Regions from separate parts of the Oryctolagus cuniculus genome. Here region 1 is linked to region 2. The links are chromatin contacts, called in public Micro-C maps. All regions are on one chromosome and are shown on one strand. The core of a region is the stretch at or near the end of the contact, and the rest is flanking DNA. Distances in the headings are between cores, read along the strand shown. Region 1 holds the start of MYLIP (myosin regulatory light chain interacting protein). Region 2 holds the start of LOC138849694 (a long non-coding RNA gene).

Region 1 (7,236 bases), core at 61-2,560, 360 kb before region 2:
GCGGCACGGATGAGCAAACGGGACATGGGGTCAAAGGAACCCGGGGCTCTCTGGAGCTGAAGACTGCTACAGTTCTGCCAAAACCCACCGGTGCTGCGACGCTAACCGCTGGCTCCAGGACGGAGACCTGTCCCTCCCTCCCTCAATATCTAGGGCATGCCCACAGCAGCCCAGAAAGAGCAGTGCTCAAGAGCAGGGGCATCTTCAGGGTCTCTTCCTTCTGACTCCAGTCACTACGATGCCCGGTACCAGCACAATCCACAGAGCTGCTCCGACAGCTATTATCTGGGTAGTGTTAACCACCTGGACTCCAAACACACACACACACGCACGCACGCACGCGAGACCCGCCACAAGTGTCAGCTGTGCGTCACACGAGGTTCTCCAAACCTCTCCTGTCTACACGGCGTGGGAGCACAGCGTCCCCTGGGATCAGACCTGCTGCCTGCCGAACCAGCTCGGTTCCCCCTTCGCTCTGGAAGGAAACGCGGGCTTCAAGGCAGCCAAGCAGGTGCACCCACAACTACAGTACCTCTGCCCCCGCCCGCAAATCCGAAGATGCAGGTGAGTGCTCCGCTGGAAACGCGGCACGGGACAAGGGCCAAGCTTGCCTGCCAAGGCACCCTGGGCCCGAGACCGCGTCCACTCACTCCTTTTTGGGACGTGGGTGGCACTGCAGGGACCCCACCGGCGGCGTCACGCACACACACCTGAGGCAAGTGTGCTGGGCCGCCTGGCTCTGGCAAAGTGCCGGCTTGCGGGGGGGCTGGGCTGCGCTCCGGGCTCTGCCCGCGCCCCCGCGCCAGGGGCCCCCGCAGCGCGCATCCTCCGCACCCCGCCAGCGCGCCCGGGAGGGGGTCGCGCGCCGCACGCCCGCAGCGGGATCGGGGTGCGGGGCCCGGTGCCTGCCTGGGGCGCGCTCCCTGAGGCGCCCGGCCGCCTTCGAGGCCCGTCGGCCTCTGGAGACCGACGTGGGCCCGGACCTGGGTGCTCGCTCTCACCTGATTGAGGCAGTCCTCGCCGTTGGCTTTCGCCTCCACCTCCACCTCCATCAGCACCGCGTCCGGCCTCGTCACATAGCACAGCATGGCTGGGGCCGCCGCTGCCGCCACGGCCACCTCAGCCACCTCCTCTTTGGTGTACGCGGGGCTACCGCCTCGCCAAAGCTCGAACCCAGCCCCGGGCTCGGCGAGGGCTGCAGACAGACGCCCGCGGCCGCAGCTCCGTCCCCGCCACCCCCTCGCCCGCCAGCCCGCCCGCCCTGCCGGCCCCCGGGCACTCCGCGGCGACGCCGCACTCCAGCAGCCAACTGCCTGCGCCGCGACAGGCGCTCCCCTGATATAGCGGCTCCGCCCCCTCCGGCTCGGGACCCGGCCAATCGCGGCGCCCCTGCCCCTCCTCCCGCCGCCCCATCAGCCAATCGGGGAGCCCGCTCGGGCGGCCCCGGCCACCAGCGCCGCCTGAGTTCCCCGTGCCGCTGCGGGAGGCGGCCGCTGGCGGGCGCCTGGAGCCGCGAAGGGGTTGGGGGGGCCCGGAGAACACCCGGTGCCTGTGCCCGCTGGGCGACGCTGCTCCTCGCGAGCGGTCGCCTCGGGCTGCTGGCGGCGACGTCTCCCTGTCGGGGGCTCGACAGTGAGAGGACTAAACGCCTCCAAGCTGCCCCTGAAACATGGGGTCCCTCCAGGAGGGCGTTTGGGTCGCGAAAGCCTAAAAAGAAGAGGAGCCCCCGCGGAGCCCACGGACGCCTACCCGCCCCCTCCGGGTTTGCCTCCGTGTCTGGTTGGGGACGGCAACCCAGGCGGTCCCTTCGTGTAGACCCTGGCTCCGAAATAACAGCGACTGAATGTCAGAGCGCCTTGCAGCCGCTCGCAGATGAGGGTCGGCCCTCTCTAGGGGCTTCTGTTGGCTGAGCCCTGCCGAATGAAAGCCCCCCGTCACGGGGCCCCAGGCCTTCTCTCAGGCTGCCCATCCCGTCTCAGGTCTTACCTCGGCTCAGTCAGCCAGCATTCAGGGAGCCCCTGCTGCATCGGGGACCCCCCACCCCACCCCGCCGTCATGTTCCCTGTTCCGTAGTAGCTATTTAGCAACTGGAACTCCACAGCTCTTCACTCAGTTACTGTTTATTCCTGCTTACCAGTGCATTACTCAACCCACATCTCGGGTTTCTTTGCAGGAGGAGCCCCAGGCCTTTGGAAATTTTACTTCTCTCTGAGGCCCAGTGTTGCCAACTGCTGCTAGGGTGGAGCCCAAGACATCTGTTCTATGGGCCGCCAGAGCAGCCAAGGGGAGACCATCCATGACAGCATTTGTGTCCTTGTGTTTAATGCCAGAGCTGTCATGTCCGCCCCGGTCACTGCCTGCTAATGATGGCTCCCGTTCCTACCTCTTTTCGGGTGAATCTCTGTGCCAGGTCGCTTGATTTCTGTTGTAGGAAAGGCAGCAGAGCAGAAAGCAAAAGAGAGGGAGCCTACCACAGGCCCTCACCGAAAGGGGCACAAACTGGACTAGGGGCCAGCGTTGTGACACAGCAAGTTAAGCTGCTGCCAGCCTCACTGCTCCACTTCCCAGCCAGCTCCCTGCTCATGCACCTGGGCAAGCAGCAGAAGATGGCTCAAGTGCCTGGGCCTTGCCACCCGTGTGGGAGACCTGGATGGAGTTTCAGGCTCCTGGCCTAGACTGTCGTGGCCCTCTGAGCTCTGTGTCTCTCCGCCTTTCTCTGTAACGCTACCTTTCAAATAAATAAATAAATCTTAGGGGGAAAAAGAAGAAACTGTAATGGGCCTTTGGTGTTGCACGTGGAGACACGTGCATGTGTCCTCTCTGTGTGTCTGACATAGGCACCTCTTCCTGACAGTGTGCTCCTGAAATACTCCCTTCATGCATCAACTCCTGTTCCTCATCCCCTTAATTCCAGTTTGCTGACCTCGGGATATTTATCTGGGAGTTAAGATGTGGATCTTTGTTATCTAATCTCTGCTCAATGGCTAGAAATGTCAGAACAGGAAGAAGAGGCGACAGGCAATATGGAAACCAGTGTACTGGTTACAAGTTTTGTATATGAACATCAGAAAGCCAGGCTGACTCACTTAAATTAAAGGGGGTATCAGATGGCGAATTTCAGAAACTCAGACAATTAGTGGAGACCATGCATGAAAAGGAATAGAAAGAGAAAGAGAAAATATTGGTTGGCCAAGAACAAAAGTAAACAAAAACAAAGCAAGCAGAAACCAAAATCAAATACCCAGTTTGTGAACTACTTGAATCATAACTATATTGTTGGTTTTGGCAGGAACATTTCTTTTTGTTTTTTGCAAGTATGATTCCATATGTATATTTTTTAATGTAAACAGGTTAAAATAGTTTGCAAAAGCACAGGGAAAGTCCAGTAGGTTTTATTTATTTAATATTTGTTTTGTATTTATTTTTAACAATCATCACTTACAAAATAGTTGGAGCACTAAGATTGACAGGGATTTATTTTTAAGATTTATTTATTTATTTGAAAGGCAGAATTACAGAGAGAGGGAGAGACAGAGAGACCTTCCATCCACTTATTCACTCCCCAAATGACCATAATGGCTGGGGCTGGGCCAGTCTGAAACCAAGAGCCAGGCATTTCTTCCAAGTCTCCCACATGGTTGCAGGGGCCCAAGCACTTGGGCTGTCTCTGCTGGTTTCCCAGGCACACTAGCATGGAGCTGGATAGGAAGTGGAGCAGCCAGGACTCAAACCAGTGCTCCTATGGGCTGTTATCATCACAGGTGGTGGCTTTACCCCGCCCTAACACCAGTCCTGACAGAGGTATTTCTAATCCAAACCCAATGATCTTTCTGCTGTTACATGGTTGGTAAAGCTTCTAATTGTTTTGAAATTAGGTATCATCAGATAAGACTGAAGAGAGGAAGAATTTCTTAAAGCTAAACACAGGAAAATGACACTTGGGGAAGAGGAAGAAATCATTATGATTGGGGAGAAAATGAATACAGGCTTCTATTAGCATATATAGGATGAGACTACGATCTCTTTCCCCCCTCCCCTCATGTAATTTCTTCTGAGTAGAGATATGGAAAGACTGGTTAGTTAAGGAAATAGAGAGCTGAGTGAGCCAGTGAGAAAACACATTATGCTCAAAAGACCTAGTTAGGGAAAACCCACAGTAGAATTACTTTCTGGAGGCTTCTACCATCTGCTGTTGCTACTGAGCGTCTAGAGCCAGTTTCAAGCCCCTGCTGGGTTTAACTCCAAAATAAGGAACACCCAAGGTCTGAAGGTGGGAGCAGAACTGGGCTGAGCCAAGACAAGCTACGGGGCAGGAGGTACTCCTTGATATCTGTGCTTTCTTTTGCTCGCATTTAGCTTATCACCTTTTAAAGACAGTATTAAAATCAAGCAGCAGCATAGTAAAAAGGTCACCTGCATGCATGTACATTTTAAAAATAGAAGCCAATGGTGGAATTGGCCAGTCCGATGCAGTCCTAGCTGTTCAAACACAACTGAACAGCACAGATTTTCCTCTGTTTCATGTACAGTTGTCCCCTCCCTTCCCCTTGTCTACAGGGATTTGTTCCAAGACCCTCTGTGGGATGAAATCATGGATCGTATGAAACCCAAGAAATAGTATTTGTCCTATACATACATACATATCTATGACAAATCTTCATTTATAAATTAGGTACAGTGAGAGATTAACAGTGATAATAATAGAATCATCTAATCATATGCTGTGATAAAATTATGTAAAACTTAGGAGTTGATAAATTATTTTTGGAATTTTCCATTTAATATTCTCAGGTTATGGTTGACCATGGGTAGCTGAAACCCTGGGACGTGAAGCTATGGCAAGGGGGGGAACCACTGAAGCTGGGTTCACCTGAGCACTAGGTAGTGTCCGTGGAACGGGGTGTGGTGGTCATTTGGCTGCAGGCTCCTTGTGGTTGAGCACTGGGTTTGATCTGCACAGCCGGTTGCTGTCTTTGCTCCACTGTAACCACTGTGTGCACTGCTGCAGCACCCCCAGCCGGACCACAGGCAAGGCCCCTCCCGGGGAGAAGAGCCTTCATCACCCGCCACACCCTCCTCTTCACCTCCCAACATGCATTTGTAGGAGCTGCAAGGGAAGAAAAAATGAGTGTCTGCTTAAAAAACTGTCCTCTGATTCCACACATTATTCAGGCTAATTATTCACATAAGCAATGCTTCACCGAGCACAAGTGTGTTCGAATGTGTTGAGTGAGCTGAAATCTCTAATTTGAAATATTAGCCTTGTGAAATTCAGGAGTAGTTTAATTTGAACCTGGCCCTCCATCAAAGCACAGCAGCTCATTTCCAGAACTGGCTGTTTGAAGGGGAATAGGAGGAATGGATAAATAATAGGCAAGTCCCATAGAAAAGCTCTGGGACATCTAAAATGGCATCATCTTAATGAGCTGACTGTTTAAATGATCTTTTTCTAGTTGTGAGAAAAGACAGAAAAGCACAAGGAAAAAATGAGGTATCTGCAACTTTATTAGGCATTTCATTTCTGTTTAGTATTGATGTTTCACTGTTGTATCTTGCATTTAATGTGCTCAAGATATTGATTATGATATAATCAAACACGGCACATTAATTTCTGGGAACATATCAACAGACTGAGAGAGACTTGGGTGTGGAGTTTCAAATCTGAAGCCGGGATTATGAGTGACAGAATTATAACAAAAAAGAGCAACCACAAAAAATTCCAAGTATTACTATTTCTCAATTTTCCTTTTGAAATACTGTTCTTCCATTTATTTTCATTGTCACAACTAACAAGCCCAAAAGGTCACATTTGGTCTCTTACTCATTTGGCATGGATTGTTTAATTGAGAGATGCTTAAAGCGGGGTTGCGAGGGGGGAGGGAACTTTTGTCAACTTGGCAAATTTTGTTTAACAACAATATTTTGATACTGTGTCTTGGTGCTGCTAATTATAGAGTATTTGGGGCTGGATAATTTATAAAGGAAAAACGCTTTCTTGGCTCATGATTCTGGTGGCTGGAGGGCCTAATGAGCATGGTTCCAGTTCCTGGTGAGGACCCCCTGGCTGTGGTCACAGCGTGACAGAGAAGCAGAAGGAGAACTGGCCACATGCAGAAGGGACATGGGGAAGAGAGTGAGCCAAACAGCTGAGCTCCCTTTATAACAACTTGTTCTTGTGGAAACTAACTCAGTCCTGGGAGACCTGCATTAATCTCTTCTGAGGTCAGTGTCTCATGCAGGAACCACCTTCTCCTAGGCCACCTCTTAAATATTCCAACATCTCAACAGTGTCGCACGGGAGCCCAAGCTTTGAGAAGGTGAAATTTTGGAGACCAAATCACTCCCAAACCATAGCAGATCTCTATCTTTTACTTGTGAAAATGGTAGATGGTTAGGCATGTGTTTTTCTGTGTTGCCTATTAAGTACTGGGGCCGGCACTGTGTCGCAGCAGGTTAATGCCCTGGCCTGAAGCGCCAGCATCCTATATGGGTGCCAGTTCAAGACCTGGCTGCTCTACTTCCAATCCAGCTCTCTGCTGTGGCCTGGGAAAGCAGTTGAACATGGCCCAAGTCCTTGGGCCCCCACACGCATCTGGGAGACCTGGAAGAAGCTCCTGGCTCCTGGCTCCTGGCTCCTGGCTCCCGGCTTCGGATCGACCCAGCTCCGGCCGTTGCGGCCATCTGGGGAGTGAACCATTGGATGGAATACCTCTCTCTCTCTCTCTCTCTCTCTCTGCCTCTCCTCTCTCTGTATAACTCTGACTTTCAAATAAAATAAATAAATCTTTATAAAAGAAAGAAAGAAAGAGAAAAAAGAAAGAAAGAAAGAAAGGTAGGTACCAGGACTGGCGCTGTGGCACAGCAGGTTAATGCCCTGGCCTGAAGTGCTGGCCTCCCATATGGGTGCCGGTTCGAGTCCCGGCTGCTCCTCTTCCGATCCAGCTCTCTGCTATGGCCTGGGATAGCAGTAGAAGATGGCCCAAGTCCTTGAGTCCCTGCACCCGTGTGGAAGACCTGGAGGAAGCTCCTGACTCCTGGCTTCGGATTGGCACAGCTCTGGCCGTTGCAGCCATCTGGGGAGTGAACCAGCAGATAGAAGACCTCTCTCTCTCTGTCTCTACCTCTCTCTGTAACTCTTTAAAATAAATAAAATAAATCTTTTAAAAAAAGAAAGAAATACAGGTACTGATCCACCCACAGACAGAGTTTACCCATCATTCTGATTTTGACTGAGGA
Region 2 (6,755 bases), core at 2,183-4,682:
TTGGACCATCGCAAAGACTCTGCAAATCTAAAGTGGTGCCCTGAGATCACTCTGTAGCAAAGAAAGGAATCAGAGGCAGGCCTCAATTTCTAGGGCTACATTTTATCTTGTAAATCAGTAGCTCCCAACCCCAGCAGTGGTAAATGGGCTTGTGAAATGCCTCCCTTTCCATCCTGCCTCAGACCCACTGTGTCACAATCTTTATGGGGTAGGGCCAGGGTAATGCTGAACCATACCCCCACCCACACACATACACCTTTCTGTTACTCAGTCACATGGGAGACTCACCCCTACCCTCTGCTTTGGGCCTCCTGGGAACTTGGTGTGGCTTCCTCTCTGCACACTGGTTCCCCGAGCTGGCAGTCATCATCCCCAGCTCTGTGAGGACATGTTTGGTCTTTGGTTTCCACAAGTTGGACCCATGTTGCCTCCTGGTGGATGAAATTATGCCAAAGAACCATCCTACTGTGGGCTTCCATAAGTCACAGAAATCTGCAGGCAAGCTGACCAAGTGCACTCTCTGTGTACCTGTCTGCAGTTGGTAGAGCAGCTAGGGGATGGAGTCAGATAGCCATGTGGCCCTGGGCAAGCCCATTCTCCTTCCCTGGACCCGAGTCTCAATTTCCTCATCTGTGGAAAGGACACGACTAGGGGGCTGGTGACATAGAAGGAGGGCTATCAAAAGAATCCAGTTAAATAGTGTCTGTCAGATGCCTGGCACGTACTTAGGTTCTCTTCTCTCCTCCCTGGAAGGTCCCCATTTCTGTTACATGAGTTCTGGGAGCCTCTGTTCCCTCTTCCTATAAGAACAAAAGCATGGCAAATCATTCTCTGTGTATATCTGTATGTGTGTGTGTCTTTGAGTTAGAATAATTATTTGATTTTCCTAGGTTGGCTTAACCTATAGTTCCTGGTTAAATAACAGCTCTGTAGCCACTCACCTGGTTCTTACCTAACAGAATTACTCAGCCGGGTTCTAGTCCCGGTCGGGGTGCCAGATTCTGTCCCGGTTGCCCCTCTTCCAGGCCAGCTCTCTGCTGTGGCCAGGGAGTGCAGTGGAGGATGGCCCAAGTGCTTGGGCCCTGCACCCCATGGGAGACCAGAAGAAGCACCTGGCTCCTGCCTTCGGATCAGCACGGTGCGCCGGCCGCAGCACGCCGGCCGCGGTGGCCATTGGAGGGTGAACCAACGGCAAAGGAAGACCTTTCTCTCTGTCTCTCTCTCACTGTCCACTCTGCCTGTCAAAAAAAAAAAAAAAAAAGAATTACTCAGGAGAGCAGTGGTTGGGTTGCAAGTCAACCCCACAACGAGGAACATCAGTCTAGAGCAGGGCTGCAATAAATTGCTCTTATTCATGAGGCCCTAAGCATTGCCTTCCCAACCAGTAATCATGAGGCTTCTCAGTGTATCCAGGTTTCAGCCCATCTGAGGGTCCTCTTATCCTAAAGCCCCAAAATATGTCTTACATACTCAGTAAATGTTTGTGTTTAAGATGGTCTACTGCAAAATACAATCTCCAAATTTGATATAACAGAGTAACAGGCAAAGGTTTGTTTTATTTGTATGGTTTAGAGAACTGAAGCTGTGTCTTCCTGGTTACAGAAATCTGGAGATCAATAAACTGTAGGGTAACCAACCATCCAGTTTGTCTGGTACTGGGCAAGTTGAAACAATTAGCAGGGAAGGCATGGGATGTGAAGATCTTTCCAATCCCTTCCGATAACACCAGCTGTTCATCCATCCCCAAACCACTATTAAAACTGGCCCAGGCGAGATCTCCTTGTGTTATGGAAAAGCTGGTGAGATGAATTTGAGATTTTATCCAGGAGTTGAGGAAAATGTACAGGATTGGACCCAATGTTAAGAAGAGAAGCAGTGAAGCTTTATTTGAATAGGAAACAGAAGAGCTCCCAGCAAAGGGAGGGGCTGGTGAAGAGAGAGCTGCTGAAACTTGCAGTCTAGGGGTGTTTGTGTGTCTGTAATGCATCATCTTCCAAAAGCAAATGTAGGAGTTATACATCAGCTATTGTGAAAGCAGTGGCAGTTCTTAATGGAATTTCTTCTAACTTGTTTTTGTTGAACCTTAGATCTTGCAATCCATTGGCAAATATTGTTACAACCTGACTTGCATATTGTTTTATTCAGTGTGTGTGTGTGTGCTGGCTGGGAACTGTGACATGGTGTTAGAAGTCTGAGCTGAGCGGCACCGTGGCTCACTTGGCTAATCCTCTGCCTGTGGTGCTAGCACCCCGGGTTCTAACCCTGGTTGGGGCGCTGGATTCTGTCCCGGTTGCTCCTCTTCCAGTCTACTCTCTGCTGTGGCCCGGGAAGGCAGTGGAGGATGGCCCAAGTGCTTAGGCCCTGCACCTGCATGGGAGACCAGGAGGAAGCACTTGGCTCCTGGCTTCGAATCGGTGCAGCGTACCGGCCATATCGGCCATTTGGGGGGTGAACCAATGGAAAAGAAAGGCCTTTCTCTCTCTCTCTCTCTCTCTCTCTCTCTCTCTCTTCCACTCTCCCACTCTCCCACTGTCTAACTCTGCCTGTCAAAAAAAAAAAAAAAAAAAAAAAAGTCTGAGTTGAGATGGAGTGAATCTGGCCAGCTTCGAGTCTCTGGCTCCCTCATTCGGCACTGCCTCAGGAAGAACTACACATGCTGTGCTGGCCTCATGAGTGAGGCTCCATCCAGGCTCTTTGAACACTGGTGAATACTGGCGGCTGGCAGACTGAGCAGCTGGGACTTCTCACTCTGGAATCACAGGGCTGTGCTCAGAATGGTCCTTCAGTCAGACGTGATGCACAGGGTCAGGCCTGTGGTAGCCAGAGAAGGGGAAACCAATAGCCTCTGCTGCTTTCTAGCAGCCTGACCTTACTAAGTCCTCTCTGAGTTTCAGTCTCCTTACCACTTTGGCAAAACTATCTTCTTCAAAGATCAGTGTCAGAGTCCTGGAAGCCACAGGCATGTACTTCCCCAAACTCACTGAAGTCAAGACAGTTCTTCTCTTCAATCTTTATGCCCATAATGAGGCATATATTTGGAAATGTGTGATAACATCAGTAAAATATGCCAGTGTGAGCTGAGATTCCAGTTCTCACTGTTGGTACAAAACAGCAGAGCTGGAGAAAAATTTTAAATATTCTCTTTTCCAGAACGATTATCACTAATGATCCATGATCCTGTGAGTTATACAAAATCCAGATTCTCCAATAGAGCCATTGCATAGGTAAAGAAACTGAGGCCCAGAGTGGATGCATAGATGACATGCCTGCTATCTGAAATCCAGTCTAAAACTCCAGGCTTCTAACCTGCAATGTTCTGATGCAATTGTTCCCCCATCACATTGTCTCCCAACCCTTCCTCAGAGATTTGGTCTCTGATGCAGTAAGCTGGGAAAGCAACTGCCTTGAGAAGAGACTAGCACGTGGCTGATGTTGGTTGAGAGGGTGTGAGAGCTGGTTTTGCCAGAAGGAAGAGAAAATATGAACACCTTGAGCAGGCCAGTGCGGGAGAGGCAAGATTCACTAACCAGAAAGAAGATAGCTAACTTTCCCCAATTAGCTGGATTCAGGCTGACCCCACCCAAGAGACCGTGCTTGATTGCTTGATGAGACTGAGTCATGGTAGACATTTTATTTTTTTAAAGAAGCAAAATTCTATCTAAGAAACAAGGATCCCTGACCTAGAAATGTGAAAACAGTAGTCCCCTAATAAAATGAGGTGCCGGCGCCGGCTTTTCCAGGCTATCACATGAGCATCTTTGGTATCTAGGGCATGCTGTAGACTAATAGTAGACTCACCCTGTTTCATTACAGCTGAAATTGGGCAGCAGTTTTGCTTACACCTCAGGGCCACCTCTGTAATTTGGGCTTAGGCCTTACCATGGCTCTCCCCTCAATAAGTCACACTAGTAATGGGAAAACACTTTGTACACTGGGGAGGAACTGAATGTGTAATTGAAAAGCTGTACCCAATTTGCTCAGCCCCAGAATCTGACAGTTCGAAAGGTAAAATGTGCTTCTTGCTAAAGATGGATTGTGAACTGGATTAGAAAATCATGACTGTGATTGCTGTGGCAATGTGGTAGCTCAGGAGTACCCTTGACAGCTGCAATGGAACCCATCATTTTGGCTAACAGGGGACTGTGTCACCATTCCAAGTGATTTTAACTGCATTTCTCCCTCTAACCTGTAGATAAGAAGCAGGATTCAGAGTTGATTCCCTTTATATAAATCCATGAAGAAAAATGAGGCTGTTTATCAGGTTCTTGGGAAACTGAAGATTTGGCTAGATTTAGTAAGACCCTGTGACAAATACAAAGTATTTCCAAGAATAATAGAAGAAATAGACAATGTAGTATTCTAAAAGTATGTTCAGTTATGCATTAGGTTAAAATGGAAAATAAATTATAGGTGGAATTGTACATAACAATAAAAGATTTCTGAGCTTCCACCCCTACCCACTTATTAAGAGTCATATTCAAGAGGTCACAACTTTGTTAAAGCAAAAGACACTGATGATCTTTGGTGTCAAAATGGGTTTGATATGTGTTAGTAAAATAATAATATTAATAATAGCTAACATAAATGCTTATCATGTACCAAGGACAAAGCTAATCACTTCTATACATCTCATAGAGGGCACAAAAACAAGCATTCAAGGGGCTGGCATTGTGATGTAGCAATTAAGGCCACTGCCTATGTTGCCAGCATCCCATATGGGTTCTGGTTCCAGTCCTGGATGTTCCACTTCTGATCCAACTCACTGAAAATGGCCTGGGAAAAGCAGCGGAAGGTGGTCCAAGTGCTTGGGCCCCTGCCACCAATATGGGAGACCTGGAGGAATTCCTGTCTTCTGGCTTCTGCCTGGCCCAGTCATGACTGTTTAGGCCATCTGGGGAGAAACCAGAGGATGGAAAGTCTATCTCTGTCTCTCCCTCTCTCTGTAACTCTGATGTTCAAATAAATAAATAAACCTTAAAAAAAGCATTCCATATATGATAGGTATTGTCTGAGTTATCACATATCACTATTACAATCCTATAAGTTATGTGCCCCTTATTGTGACCATTCTGCAATGAGGAAACAGGTCCCAATACATTAGATAATTTATTCAAGTTTCCTCAGCTGCATACCCTAATGTAGGATAGGACATCAACTCACTTTTTTTTTTAAGATTTATGTATGTTTCTGTTTGGGGAAGGGGGAGAGAGAGAAGAGAGAGAGATCTCCCATCCTCTGGTTCACTCCCCAGATGGCTGCAAAGAGCTTAGGCTAGGCTAGACTGAAACCAGGAGCAGGGACTCCATCCACGTCTCCCATGTGAGTGGCAGAGGACCACACATTTGGACCATTTTCTACTGCTTTTCCAGGCTCAATTGTAGGACGCTGGATCAGAAACAGAGCAACTGAGACTCAAACTGGTGTTCTGATAAGGATTGCCAACATCTCAAATGGTGGCTTAGCCTCTGCACTACAGTGCTATCCCCTCAACTCATTTCTCTGTGATCTGGGAGCACATACTTTGTGCGCAGATACTCTCATGCCTCCTTGTTATCCATGTTGCCCTTTTCATGTTGATGTCATCTATGTGGCAAAACCAATTGTCCAATTGAATGCTAGCATTATAAGTAAGAGTATAGGCTTTGGGCCCAACTCTGCTCCTGAACAACTGTGTGGCCATCTCTAAGTTCCTTAATCTCTCCATGCCTGAGTTTCCTTACCCGTGAAATGAGGATAACACCTCCCTCATAGAGTGACTGAAAGAAAAATAATGACACTCAATAAATTTGCTGTTAATGTTGCCTGTTATTAGTTCTAAATGCACCTGCTATCTCAGATGTAAATAGCCTCTCTGTGACATAATTGCCTAGTGTTTGATAAAAGTCATAGTTATGCCGGAAGGACATGTTTTGAATTTGGAGAATTGCCATCCTCCTGGCTAGCAGCTATCAATTCTGGAAGACTGAGCATGCCCAGCCTGTGAGAGCCTTAAGACACAGAACAGAGCCATGGTATCAAGCACTCTTTGCCTCTGGGATTTGCAGACACTGAGGAGCATGTGTGAAGGGGACTTAAATGGCCAGAGTCTCATTTACACTGAGCATGTGTGAAGCTGTCAGTTCAGCCACAAGCTCAAATCTGCTGCTTTCAGAATCACCAGCACAGTTGCTGCTAGTTAGCGAGGAGGTTGGAGAGGTGAGAAACAAGCCGGGCAGGCTTTCCTTCCAGAAAGTGTTAACCCCGCATCTGTCATTCCATCATAGCTTCATCTCTCTACCTCTCAAAGGCCCTGTCTGCTGAAGAATCCACTGAAAGGATTTAAATACCCCTGGATGGTCCAAGCCTCAAGTGGTCAGGATGATTGGCCACTTTGATCACCTGACATCTTTGGCAAGGACATGGATGAAAAGTAAAACACTTCCAGGGATTGGACCCAACAGGGTGAGAGAGCAAGTGTTAAGAATTGAGTAGGATTTGTCTCCCCAAAACCCCTGCAGCTGTTTAAACTCTGGTTTCTTTATGTTAATTGCTGATTCATTAAGGAGGAGGGGGTTGATGTAACGATGGCCTCTGAGAGGTGGGGCTGGTCTTTAGGTTACTGGGTTGCACCCTCCGAGGGTGGTTCTCAAAAGAGGTTTTGATGGTTTGAGTTCAAGTTCTGCCTTGCTGTGCGCACTCTCTCTTTCAAGCTCACCATGCGATCACAGTGTCTGTACCTGCTGTAACCACTCTCCACCAGTTCCCAAATGATGAGG

What was found. Hi-C and Micro-C count contacts between places; a contact is called where the count stands out from the background.
Region 1: a Micro-C map of ear pinna shows a contact between it and region 2, with 5 times the contacts expected there. The contact joins the promoter of MYLIP here to the enhancer-like site in region 2. A contact is called at or near these places in 2 of 6 Hi-C or Micro-C datasets (ear pinna and an unstated tissue).

The regions. Positions count from the first base shown.
Region 1 is chr5:143,404,407-143,411,642 of mOryCun1.1, reverse strand. MYLIP (myosin regulatory light chain interacting protein) reads right to left here and starts at 1,310. Exons shown (of 7, transcript XM_051832608.2): 1 at 1,002-1,310. The coding sequence starts at 1,088.
Region 2 is chr5:143,047,833-143,054,587 of mOryCun1.1, reverse strand. LOC138849694 (a long non-coding RNA gene) reads left to right here and starts at 6,349. Exons shown (of 2, transcript XR_011388743.1): 1 at 6,349-6,755. Within about 2 kb of position 3,432, at least 1 of the 8 cell types and tissues checked has an H3K27ac peak or open chromatin away from gene starts, as enhancers often do. A contact at or near this core is called in ear pinna, where this site is marked.